Regions from separate parts of the Ovis aries genome. Here region 2 is linked to region 1. Evidence: chromatin contacts called from public Hi-C data. All regions are on one chromosome and are shown on one strand. Each heading gives the region's core, a stretch centred on a gene start, on an enhancer-like site or on the middle of the called end of the contact. The rest is flanking DNA. Distances are from core to core; before and after follow the strand shown.

Region 1 (5,245 bases), core at 1,180-3,679:
CCCTGAGGCGCTGGAAGCATCCAGAGTAGTGGCCCCTGTGGAGTGGGGCGCCCTCCGCCCTGCTGGAGTGAGAAGCCAGAAATCTGGCCCCTGCCTCTTTCTCAGTGCTTCCCAGGGACCCGCCTGAGACTCGGGAGGCCCCTGAAACAGGGTCGTGTTCAAGACTGCCCACTGGCATGGTCAAGAGAGGAAGAAGTAATGACAGGGCCAGCATTTTCTATACAGTGGCAGTGATGTGAGCCCGAAGAACCAGGGCTTTTGTAGATATGTGTTGTCTCCTTGTGTTGGGCTGTGCTTAGTCGCTCAGTCATGTCCGACTCTTTGCGACCCCACAGACTGCAGCCTGCCAGGCTCCTCTGTCCTGGAGGAGTCTCCAGGCAAGAATACTGGAGTAGGTTGCCATGTCCTTCTTAATTTCTTCATTGCAGTATTTCCTCATAAATAAAAAGTTGTCTTGGTGTTAGTAAATGGTTGATTATTTCTGCCAAACCTAGTTAGTTGGTAAACTAAGATCCTTCAATTACTTGAAAAAAATACTTGATAGAAAATACATATGACTTGGTCTAAGTATTCTAGTATTGAGAGTTTAAAGCTAGGAAAGAGAGGTGTGTGGTTGGCTGTTTATTTAATTTGTCTGATATTTGGCAGTATTGTGCCGGTTAAATTTTTAGTTTCTGTGAGGACATGGGGTTTTTGACATAATATGACAAGTTTAAAAACAATACATGTTTGTTCAGATTTATGGAATGAGAATGACATGGCCTGAAGCAGGTTGCAGTTTCCTAGGTCCAAGTCTTAATCTCATTTAAAATGTTTTCTTCAACTCCTTGGTCTATCTTACTTATTTACCCTTTGCTTCAAGTGAAGGGACCTTGCCTGTGACCTGCTCAGTGTGGGTCAACTCCAGGGTGCTGAGGAGGTCTAGCTGCAGTTCTTTTTCTTAACTTCCGCTTTCCTCTGGGGTCAAGGGAGCTGCCTCTGGAGTATTTCTAGCTTCCCTCTGACCAATAAAACCAGAAAGCTGATTAGTGTCTAAGCTTTATTTTTTCTGCTTTTTATATTCAAACCCACATTTAGGGACGGCAGTGGTATTTAATATTGCTCTTTGTAGTCATGGGCAAGAGGAACTCACATTAATACTCTGAGTTATTTAAGTCAGGAAACAAACTATGATACCAGTTTACCCACTGTTAGAACTGTAACTTCATGTCCCAAATGACTGTAATTTCCAGTGATCATTGTAAGTTAGTAGAAAAGAGTTCATACAATCAAGTTATTTCATAATTATGTTAAAATATTGATGGGACCTGAGAGAGAGGAAGGGATACTGACACCAAACTCAACTCTCCAGCTAATGTGTGTCACCCCTTAGCTGTTTCTGCCACATTATTTTTCATCTCTTGTGAGTTTTCCTACCGAAAAACCTATGTAATGAGATTTGGTGGCACAGCAGAAGTAAATGATGCTTTCAGATTCCCTTTAAGTTTATTTAATCTGTGCTTTCTCCATTTCTTTTTACATGAAAAGAAAAACGGTAGTTCTACAGATTCTTTTCTCATAGATCTGAGGTTTAAAAGAATCTTTATTTCTGTTTTCTTCTGTAAATTATCCAAAAATAAGACTGCAAAGTTAGCCCATTCTAAATGAATTATATAGTGTGTAACACATATCTGCTGTTGAATTCCACATGTGGCTCAATGAATAAAAATTCATTCATAGAGTTAAATTGGGACCTCTTTAATGACAAAAATTATCTGTATGTTCAAAATGCTAGTTTTGACCTTTAGAAAAGCATTGATATTGGCAAGGCAGCATTCCCTTTGGCTTGCTCAAGCAATTGTTTTACCCTCCAGCCTAGTTCAGTATCATGTCGGCCTTTGTCCTGATGTGAAATCTTGAGTGTGTCATCGTAACCTTTTCACCAGTCTATCTTTCCAAACTCTGCCAGCTCATTTTTACTTTTACATTTTACTTTCAGAGAGGTTGTAATTTCCACTTGGGACCTTGGTGCCTGAAGGAGCCTGCTTGAAAGTGGGAGTCCAGGCTTGACTGCCTTTGTCTCCCCAGAAGATGGTGAGGAAGGGGAGTGAGCCGGCCGACTTGGCGGCCTGCTCCCCAGGTGTTCCCCATAAGTGTTGCTGCAGGAAGGTGGTCTTAGAGTGGGCGGTTGCTTATCACACAATGCTCGTAAGCTTTTCGAACACATTCTGTTACAAAATAGGAAACTTTGCAGCCCCCGTGCAGAATAAGTAAGTTCTTAAATTAGTAAAATGCCTTACAAAGTTTGGAAAACAAATTGGAAACTGCCTTTTTACTGTGACAGCGATTTACGAGGCTAGCAACTTGAGCACACCCGCTTCCATGCCCTGTGACGCTGCTCCATCTCCACCAGTATGCGGAAGTGGTCATTCCTCGGAGCTGTGTTCATGCAGCCTTCACACAGCCGGTCGCCCTTCCTTCAGGGACACGCTGCCTCCTGTCTGCCTCCTCCTGTGTACACTTTCCTCCTGTATGAGTCCTCCTCTGTGAGCAGCTTCAGCAGGTGTTTGTCAGGCTTCTGCCTTGACCTCTTCTGTTCTGTGTCCCCTTCCTGGATAATCTAGGATCTCCATGCCAGCCCCCTGACTCTCAGGGCTGCTGGGCAGTCTGGAAACTGTCCTGGCCCAGCGCCAGCACCACCGGCACCTCGGTGCCTGCAGACCCAGCGGACCAGTGTGCCTGCCACCTGCTACCCCAGCCCACACACCGAGTGTCTTCCATGGGCTCTCTTTTTTTTTCCCCCATGGTCTCTTGCACATGTTTTCAACCCATTAAGTCCCTCAGTGCTGGTGATTCTACCTCACAGCTCTCTCTCAGGTGAGACCTCTTCAGCCATCCCATCTGCCACAAGCTCAGGCCCCTGTCCCCTTGCGCCTGGATTACTGCATCAGCCCCTGCCTGGTCTCCCTGCCCCTGCCTGTCCTCATTTTCAGCCTGTTGGGGTCATTATGCTAAGAGGCAAATCTATCACTTGCCTGCTTTAAAAAATGTCCATTGACTGCCTCTTATGTTGGAGTAAGTGTCCATCACCGTCGGAGCCTGTGGTATGAGCTTTCTTGGTTTGGGTCTTGGCCCACCCAACTAGTTATTTCTCGCATACGTACCACCCTGCACCTGTCACAGCTGCCCTCCACCTGCCATGTCTTTCGTGATAGCCACCTGACCACCAGGCCCAGTACACTTTCCTCTGTTGGTAGTTACACTGCTGGCGTCCTGTTGTTCAGTAGGTATTCCAAGTAAAGGCAAACCCTAGCTCTGCAAAGTGCCGCAAGGATGTGCAGGGCTGACCCCAACCCTGGGCTGTGCCCGGGGACTCAGCAGGTGTTTATGAAGTGAATAAATGGCGTCAGTGGTACATTTAAAATTTTTCCATGACACCGGAGTGCAGAAATGGCCCTAGCTCTGCTGGAGCTGAAGGCCCGTGCAGGTCACTTGATCTGTGCCTCTTTCTTTCCTGAGAAAATTTGTCTCAGCCAAACCTTTGGTGATTTCTCTTTGAGATCCTGTGTTGCCATTGTCCACTGTTCCGGCGGGAAGTCATCCTCCGAGCGCCCCCCTCAGTCTCTCTGGTTATTGTACTCCCGGGTCTCTCCATGCATGTCCTTGGAGAGACGATAAACTTTTTGATGTCATTTCATTTTAATCCTTCAGCTGATTACTCTCCTTTTCCCTCTCCTCCCTCTTAGGGTCTATTACAATGTCCTTGGAAAGGGGATGGCACCCACCCCTGAAATAACCTGCTCTGCTTTAGTAGTTGTGAATTCACTGTAATTCCTGCTGGAACGTACACTGCTCTAATTATTGATACCGCCTGTGTGTGTGCTAATACATATCCAACTGTTTTGTGACCCTATGACCTGCTGCCTGCCAGGCTCTTGTCTGTAGACTTTGCCAGGCAGGAATACTGTAGTGGGTTGCCATTTCCTCCTCTAGGGGATCTTCCCGACCCAGGGATCAAACCCACATCTCTTGTATCTCCTGCATCACCAGGCGGATTCTTTACCACAACACCAACTGGGAAGCTTGCCTATTTTGACCCAATTTAAAGTGGCTTAACTGATGGATTAGAAGTTCTTCACTAGAATATCCTTTACGAATAGTTCTCAGAGAGTGGGAGGGGATTAGGGTTGCTGTTGGAGTAAGTATCAAGAGTAACAGGGCCTTAGGGACACCCTGGATCTGTCCGCATATCAGTACATGTGTCTTTAGTTCTTTTTGCTGCAGGGTTTTCAGCATGTTGGACTGACAGTGAGTGTGCACTTTGCACAGATGCACACGCACTCTAGCCTCCCTCAGGATGGCTTAGAGAAGGTGGATGTGAGCCCTGATTTCTAGAGGATTCTGCTAGTTAATAACTATCCAGAAGTAGTAATTTGCTGTTTTGTAGTTGGGTTCCTAAAATTTTTCTCAAGACATTTGATTGCTTTATAGCTGATGTTAAATATATAAAAAATTAGAGATATTTAACAGCCCTATGATCTTTTAAAAGTTGTTTTCAGTGTGATTTTTAAAATTTTTTTACTTTGAGGAAGTTGCTTTACGATGTTGGGATGGTTTCTGCTGTATGATAGTGCAAATCAGTCATGATTATACATCTATCCCTTCCTGCTTGTGCCTGCCTCCCCTTCGCTCATCTGGCCCTCTAGGTCATTGCGGAGTGCCCGGCTGAGCTCCCTGCGTCATGCAGCAGCCTCTCACCGGCTGTCTGCTTTTCACAGGGCAGTGTGTATATGTCAGTGCTGCCCCTCAGTCCATCCCACCCTCTCCCTCCCCAACAGTATCCACAAGTCTGTTCTATACATCGGCATCTCCATTCCTTCCCTGCAAATAGGTTCATCAGTACTGTTTTTCTAGATTCCATATATATGCTAATGCATATATACATATAAGCGATATTTGTTTTTCTCTTTCTGACTTCACTCCATATAACAGGCTCTAGCTTCATCCCCCTCACTACAACGGACTCAAATTCATACTTTTTTATGGCTGAGTAATATTCCATAGTATATATGTACCATATCTTCTTTATCCACTCACCTGTCAGTGGACATCTAGGTTGCTTCTGTGTCCTGGCTATTGTAACTAGTGCTGCAATAAACACTGGGATACATATGTCTTTTTGAACTGTGGTTTTCTCAGGATATATGTCCAGTAGTGGGATTGCTGGGTCATATGGTAGTTTTATTCCTAGTTTTTTTTTTGTTTT
Region 2 (5,245 bases), core at 1,519-4,018, 53 kb before region 1:
TGAAACTGAAAAGTCAGTATTCCCTAACTCTGTTTTTCTTTTTCAAGATTGTTTTGGCTATTTTGGGCCTGTTCCATTTACATAGGTATTTTAAAATGAGTTTCCTATTTCTGTCCTCTTCTGCCCCACCCTTGCATGGCTGGGAGGACCTGTTTCCTTCTCTTGGTGTTGGTGTGTGGGAGGCAGAGGAGCATTCCACAGGAAAGAGACCACATTCTAGTAATGACCCAATAGTGGTCAGGGCCTGAAGATTTCAGGAGAGGCATGGTTGGAAGAGTGCTGTTCTACTTTTATGCTGTAAAATTCCTAACTGTAAATGTAACATGACCAGAAAGCCTAATTATTCGCACATTGCTGCTTACACTGGTTAAGACTTGAGGTCTTCAAACAAGTAAACAAAATCTAACAACAACCTTTGAGAAAGTCATTGGAAGTTAGTGATTAGGTGATACAGTGGAGGAAGAGTATCATTAGTAGAGATATAACCAACATTGACTAAATGGCATCGAGGAACCACAGCACATGTGTACTGTCTCAATACCAACATGTCCTAGGAGCATTGTGAGTGGTAACAGTAGTCACTTTTTCTTAAGTGGGAGTTACGAAATTAGTTTTGCACGCAGATATGATGTCTGTGCTGCTAAGTCGCTTCAGTCGTGTCCGACTCTGTGCAACCCCATAGACGGCAGCCCACCAGGCTCCCCCGTCCCTGGGATTCTCCAGGCAAGAACATTGGAGTGGGCTGCCATTTCCTTCTCCAATGCATGAAAGTGAAAAGTGAGAGTGAAGTCTCTCAGTTGTGTCCGACTCTTCGTGACTGCAGCCTACCAGGCTCCTCTGTCCATGGGATTTTCCGGGCAAGAGTACTGGAGTGGGGTTTCATTGCCTTCTCCTATGATGTCTATACTACACCACAAAGAATATTTATGTGCATGATTGCACAGTAGATAGACACTGAGTATCTGTTTTTCTACTCCATATTTGAAAACTTCATTGATAAATCACTATAGCTCTCATGAGCCCATGAGAATTTTGTAAAATCAATTATTTATTCAGACAGTTGCTTTACAAAAACCATAAGCTGAGGACTGCCCCATAGCCTAGAGGTTTACATCAGTGAACAGAATCCAAGTTGTCGGTGGGATGTCAGCCTTGCTGTTCTTTTATACTAATTGATAGCGTACCTGAGAACAGGGAATGTTTTCATGAGTTAAGGGTAGAGTGAGTAATATCAGTTGAGCTTGCATTGTTTTACTTTAAACAAAGGTATTATTTATAGTGTATCTTCATGGGTGAATGCACCCTGAGGAGTATGAGTAAAACATTTCTTTAACTAGATCTGTGAACTTTGTGTTCTTATGACTGCCTCTGAGGGGCCTGGGCTGGGTAGAGAACAGAACTACAGCGTTCAGGTGTTAACAGTTACAACCTTCAGTCCACAGTAGAATTGACTTTTTAATTATAACAAAGTTTTAAGCCTAGGCCTACTTCTAGGTGCAATATTGGTCCATGTATCCTTAGTTATCAATTGTTATCAAGATATTTAGATTAGTTTTAACATTCATCTGAGTAAATCATATTTGATTGAAAAAAGAAGCTTTTATCAGAAGGTAAACCATATGTATTTCCAGTTTTTTTTTCCTTTGACTTCCTATGCTAGTATTATTTACAACTTACTTTAAACATAATTTGAAATAATTATGAACAAATAATTATGTCATAGTTTTGAAAGAGTAAGGTTTAAAGTATATAAGAATAAATGTTCAAGATTTTTTAACATTTTACTATGTTGAGGAAAATCATTTGACTACGTAATTCTGTCTGTCAGAGTTGAAGACATGATAGGCTTTGATCTTAAGACATAATTTGTGCTGTTGTAAGACGAGAGACCTGTGAAAGTACTTAGTAAAAATTAAGGCTGGAAACTAAAGGGTGAACAAACATCTGTGCTTTCATCGCGGCCTTCTACCAGTGTAGACTGCCGAGTGTTTGTGGTTTGAGTCTTGTCTCTGTGAGTCCTGTAGGACTCCTGTGGTTTCCCTGGATTAGGAGCTGGTTGTGAACTGCTGCAGTTCATGAGGATGAACTCTCGTAACGTTACACGAAGGATGGCGCTTTCGGAGTAGGAGGAAAAGCAGATGACAAAAACTAAAGGAAAAGAGAAGTGTTTTTTTTCTGAAAGTATGTAGACTCCCTGCAGATTATGTGTTCTTCTCATTTGCATCTTACCTTTGTGGATGAGTTAACGTAACCTGTGTGGGAATGACATAACTTTCCTATCTCTTACTTATTCTGACTGGATCGCATGAGAGGACTGCACTGTGGCCCACATTTTTCTCCAGGGCTTTCTGCGGAAGTGAGTCAATACGTTGTTTCTGGCTTTACTTGCTGGCCCTCCCTCCCATGCCAGCGTTGGGTGCATTGGAATTTTCCAGGTATATCATTAGAGGAGGCAGCATAGAAAGGGCCGGAGCAGGATTCACAGTGCCTGGGGAAGTCCCAGGGATTGTTCCAGGAAGTACTGAAAGTGAGCCAAATGGAGTAGGGCTAAAAAAATGACCTGAATTAAAAATGGACAGAACACTGAAAAGCCTTCATCACATTTAACTATCTTTTATTATCATATTTAAAAACTGATTTAAAATGTAAGCTGAGATTTCTTTTTAGCGTGGATTTCAACACCTTTTTTTGTGCTTGTGCCAAGAACACAGTGTTCTGTTAAGTCATTCAGTGACGAAGACTGCTGGCTTGCTGCCAACCAGGGTCAAGTTCATTCAGATAAGCTCCAGTGTAGATACTAAACTGAGTGAGGAACATTCCTCTGTCTTGGCATGTTAGGTGGGTTTGGAGGATCAGTTGTTTTCGAAGATTGTTGTGCTAATGTCACATTCTTGTCTGTTTGTTGACTCTGCATCTGACTTAGTGAAATAGTGCTGCTCTCCTAACCATTCCAGACGAGTATCTAGCAGGCCCGGTATGAACTCTGCTCTGTCATGGGAACTGTTGCTTTACACCACTGAAGGGAACACACAGGATTCAAGAAGTGCTCTTTTCAGTCACATATGCAAATTGAAGCTGGAAAAGGTGGATTAGAAGGAAGAAGAATGCTATCAAGTACCCATCTTTAAGGATATTATTCATCCTTTCACTCATTGGAATGAATGGTTCTTTCTTAGTTCCTTGGTTTAATTTCTCAGTTACCATCTTTGTTTTCCAGTTGCAGAAATTCATTGACTCTGTTATATTAAAAATGCACTAAGTACACAGAAATCTTAATAACTAGAGCTATTTTGCCTGAAAATTACATTTAAACAGTTTTTTTTGGAAAGTATTTAATTTGTCAATGTGTGAGTGAGCAAACATATTTTGACTTGTAAGTGGCTTACTAGATCCTCAGAAGATTACTTTTTTCCTGTTCATTGTAATATTTAACCAAGGATATGGAGTTGGTGTTGCTACTGATAAAGTTTAAAGAACGCTTGGGTTACTTACTGTCTGCTGGAATATGCGGTTTGGGGGCCAGTGTCCGGTGATGACCCTCTTTCTGTGACTGGTCACGGTGTCGCATAATGGTTCTCTTTCTGTGACTGATCACCGTCTTACTCATTAATGCCTGTCTGGACTCGAGCAGGATGCCTTGTCCTCATCGGCTCACTGGGTACCAACAGTCGGCCAGTTAATGGATACCAGTCACATCACGGGTCAGACGTGTGATGATGGAGCATTTAGGTCTGGGATCATACTTTATATCATAAAAAATAATCCCATGAAGCAAATAAATCATAAACATATGCCTTTACAGACTTATTTAAAAGCAAACATGTTATCAAAAGCTGTAACATAAGTATTTGTTTAGCTCATTTTTCTGCATGGGTTACTTTGGGCTTCTAGAAAGCTTGAGCAGAAGAAACTTCTTCCATCAAATCTTCATGTAGCAAGCATACTAATTTACCACCCTTCCAAGGACCTTTGAACAGTATAAAATATTGTTAATGCAGATGGAATATGCATGAATTTCTCAGAAAGCCTTAGAATGTTAAGTGCTGGAAGGAATATAGCATTTCCTCCCTTCCTCAAGAGGCACTTTGTAGTGTTAGCAGAGAGTTAGGGTTGGGCATTATATCGCCATAGCACTCCTTTTGCTTCCGTTGTGCCCTTTGTCGTAGCTCCCAGCAAACACTGCCTTTCTCCCCAGCTAGACTGAAGTTTCTTGAGGTCCAGGGTCTACCTGAGTGAGGGAATGAATGAATGAGTGAAACAGAGGCAAGACATGCAGATGGACAGTGGCAGGGACTTTGTAAAAACACTACTGGCAAGACTCATATGTTCTCAAGTTAAATACCTGTATATGTGGTGAAAGCTGAACTAAATACAACTATTTAAACATTCATTCTTATGGAAATTGAATTGCTGATATTATATTTTTTGTCTGTTTATTCGCCTGCATTTCTCTACTTTTATCAGAAAGCTTTATGCCTGCAGTGAGGGTGACAGGACGGAGTAATGGGGTCAGAGTGCTGTCGTGGGAGCAGGATTTCCCATCCAGTCACTGTGCCTGTCAGTATCCAAACTCCCAGATTGTAGTTGAGGATACTTAACAAAGTATGTGTCCTGATATCATCAAAATTTTCAACTGTGAGAAAAGCTAAGTGGAGAAAGATTCTGTACTTAATTAGGAAAAAGTTAAACAAATGACTGTGTAATAAGCGTGCATGATCACATGGCTTAGCCACTTGAAAACGTTTTACCAGAATTTTGTGATACTTACATTCCAAGTAGAGAGCTCATTAACAAAGCACACGGGTCTCATAGGTTGAATGGGTGCTAATGGTCTATATCACTTATATTTCTAGGAGAAATTGTAATGGAAACACTCTTCAGTGCACAGCACGTTTGTGGTGGGTGGGAGCAGGGGATACCTGCTTATAGTCTACTCAGTTTAGTTGAGTGCTCATATAAAAGGTTTTGATTCTTAAATAAGTAGGAGTTTAAGGAGTAGGGGAAAGTGTGAATTTATCAACAGGGATTATAAGGGAAACGCGTTAAATTTTCCATACTACTGTGCTTCTTGCTCATCTTTTACTGTGTCTTCCATCCAAATTGCTGGACCTTTGACACACCTTGCTGTTTGGATCTGAGGGAGGGAACATCATTCCACCGTGTTTCCACATCGCAGCACCCACTGCCTCCACGTCCCGACATCCGCTCCCTAGCTAGTCGGAACTTGTGCTTCTCTTGCCTGTGT

The links. Hi-C and Micro-C count contacts between places; a contact is called where the count stands out from the background.
Region 2: a Hi-C map of tail adipose tissue shows a contact between it and region 1, with 2.2 times the contacts expected there. The contact joins two enhancer-like sites. A contact is called at or near these places in 4 of 16 Hi-C or Micro-C datasets (blood, mesenteric adipose tissue, mixed tissues and 1 more).

The regions. Positions count from the first base shown.
Region 1 is chr9:32,301,210-32,306,454 of ARS-UI_Ramb_v3.0, reverse strand. The region is part of intron 7 of SPIDR (scaffold protein involved in DNA repair); the gene reads left to right. Among named protein-coding and RNA genes, the nearest start is that of SPIDR, 120 kb to the left of the region's middle. Within about 2 kb of position 2,429, at least 11 of the 54 cell types and tissues checked have an H3K27ac peak or open chromatin away from gene starts, as enhancers often do. A contact at or near this core is called in tail adipose tissue, where this site is marked.
Region 2 is chr9:32,354,819-32,360,063 of ARS-UI_Ramb_v3.0, reverse strand. All of the region lies in intron 5 of SPIDR (scaffold protein involved in DNA repair), which reads left to right. Among named protein-coding and RNA genes, the nearest start is that of SPIDR, 70 kb to the left of the region's middle. Within about 2 kb of position 2,768, at least 34 of the 54 cell types and tissues checked have an H3K27ac peak or open chromatin away from gene starts, as enhancers often do. A contact at or near this core is called in tail adipose tissue, where this site is marked.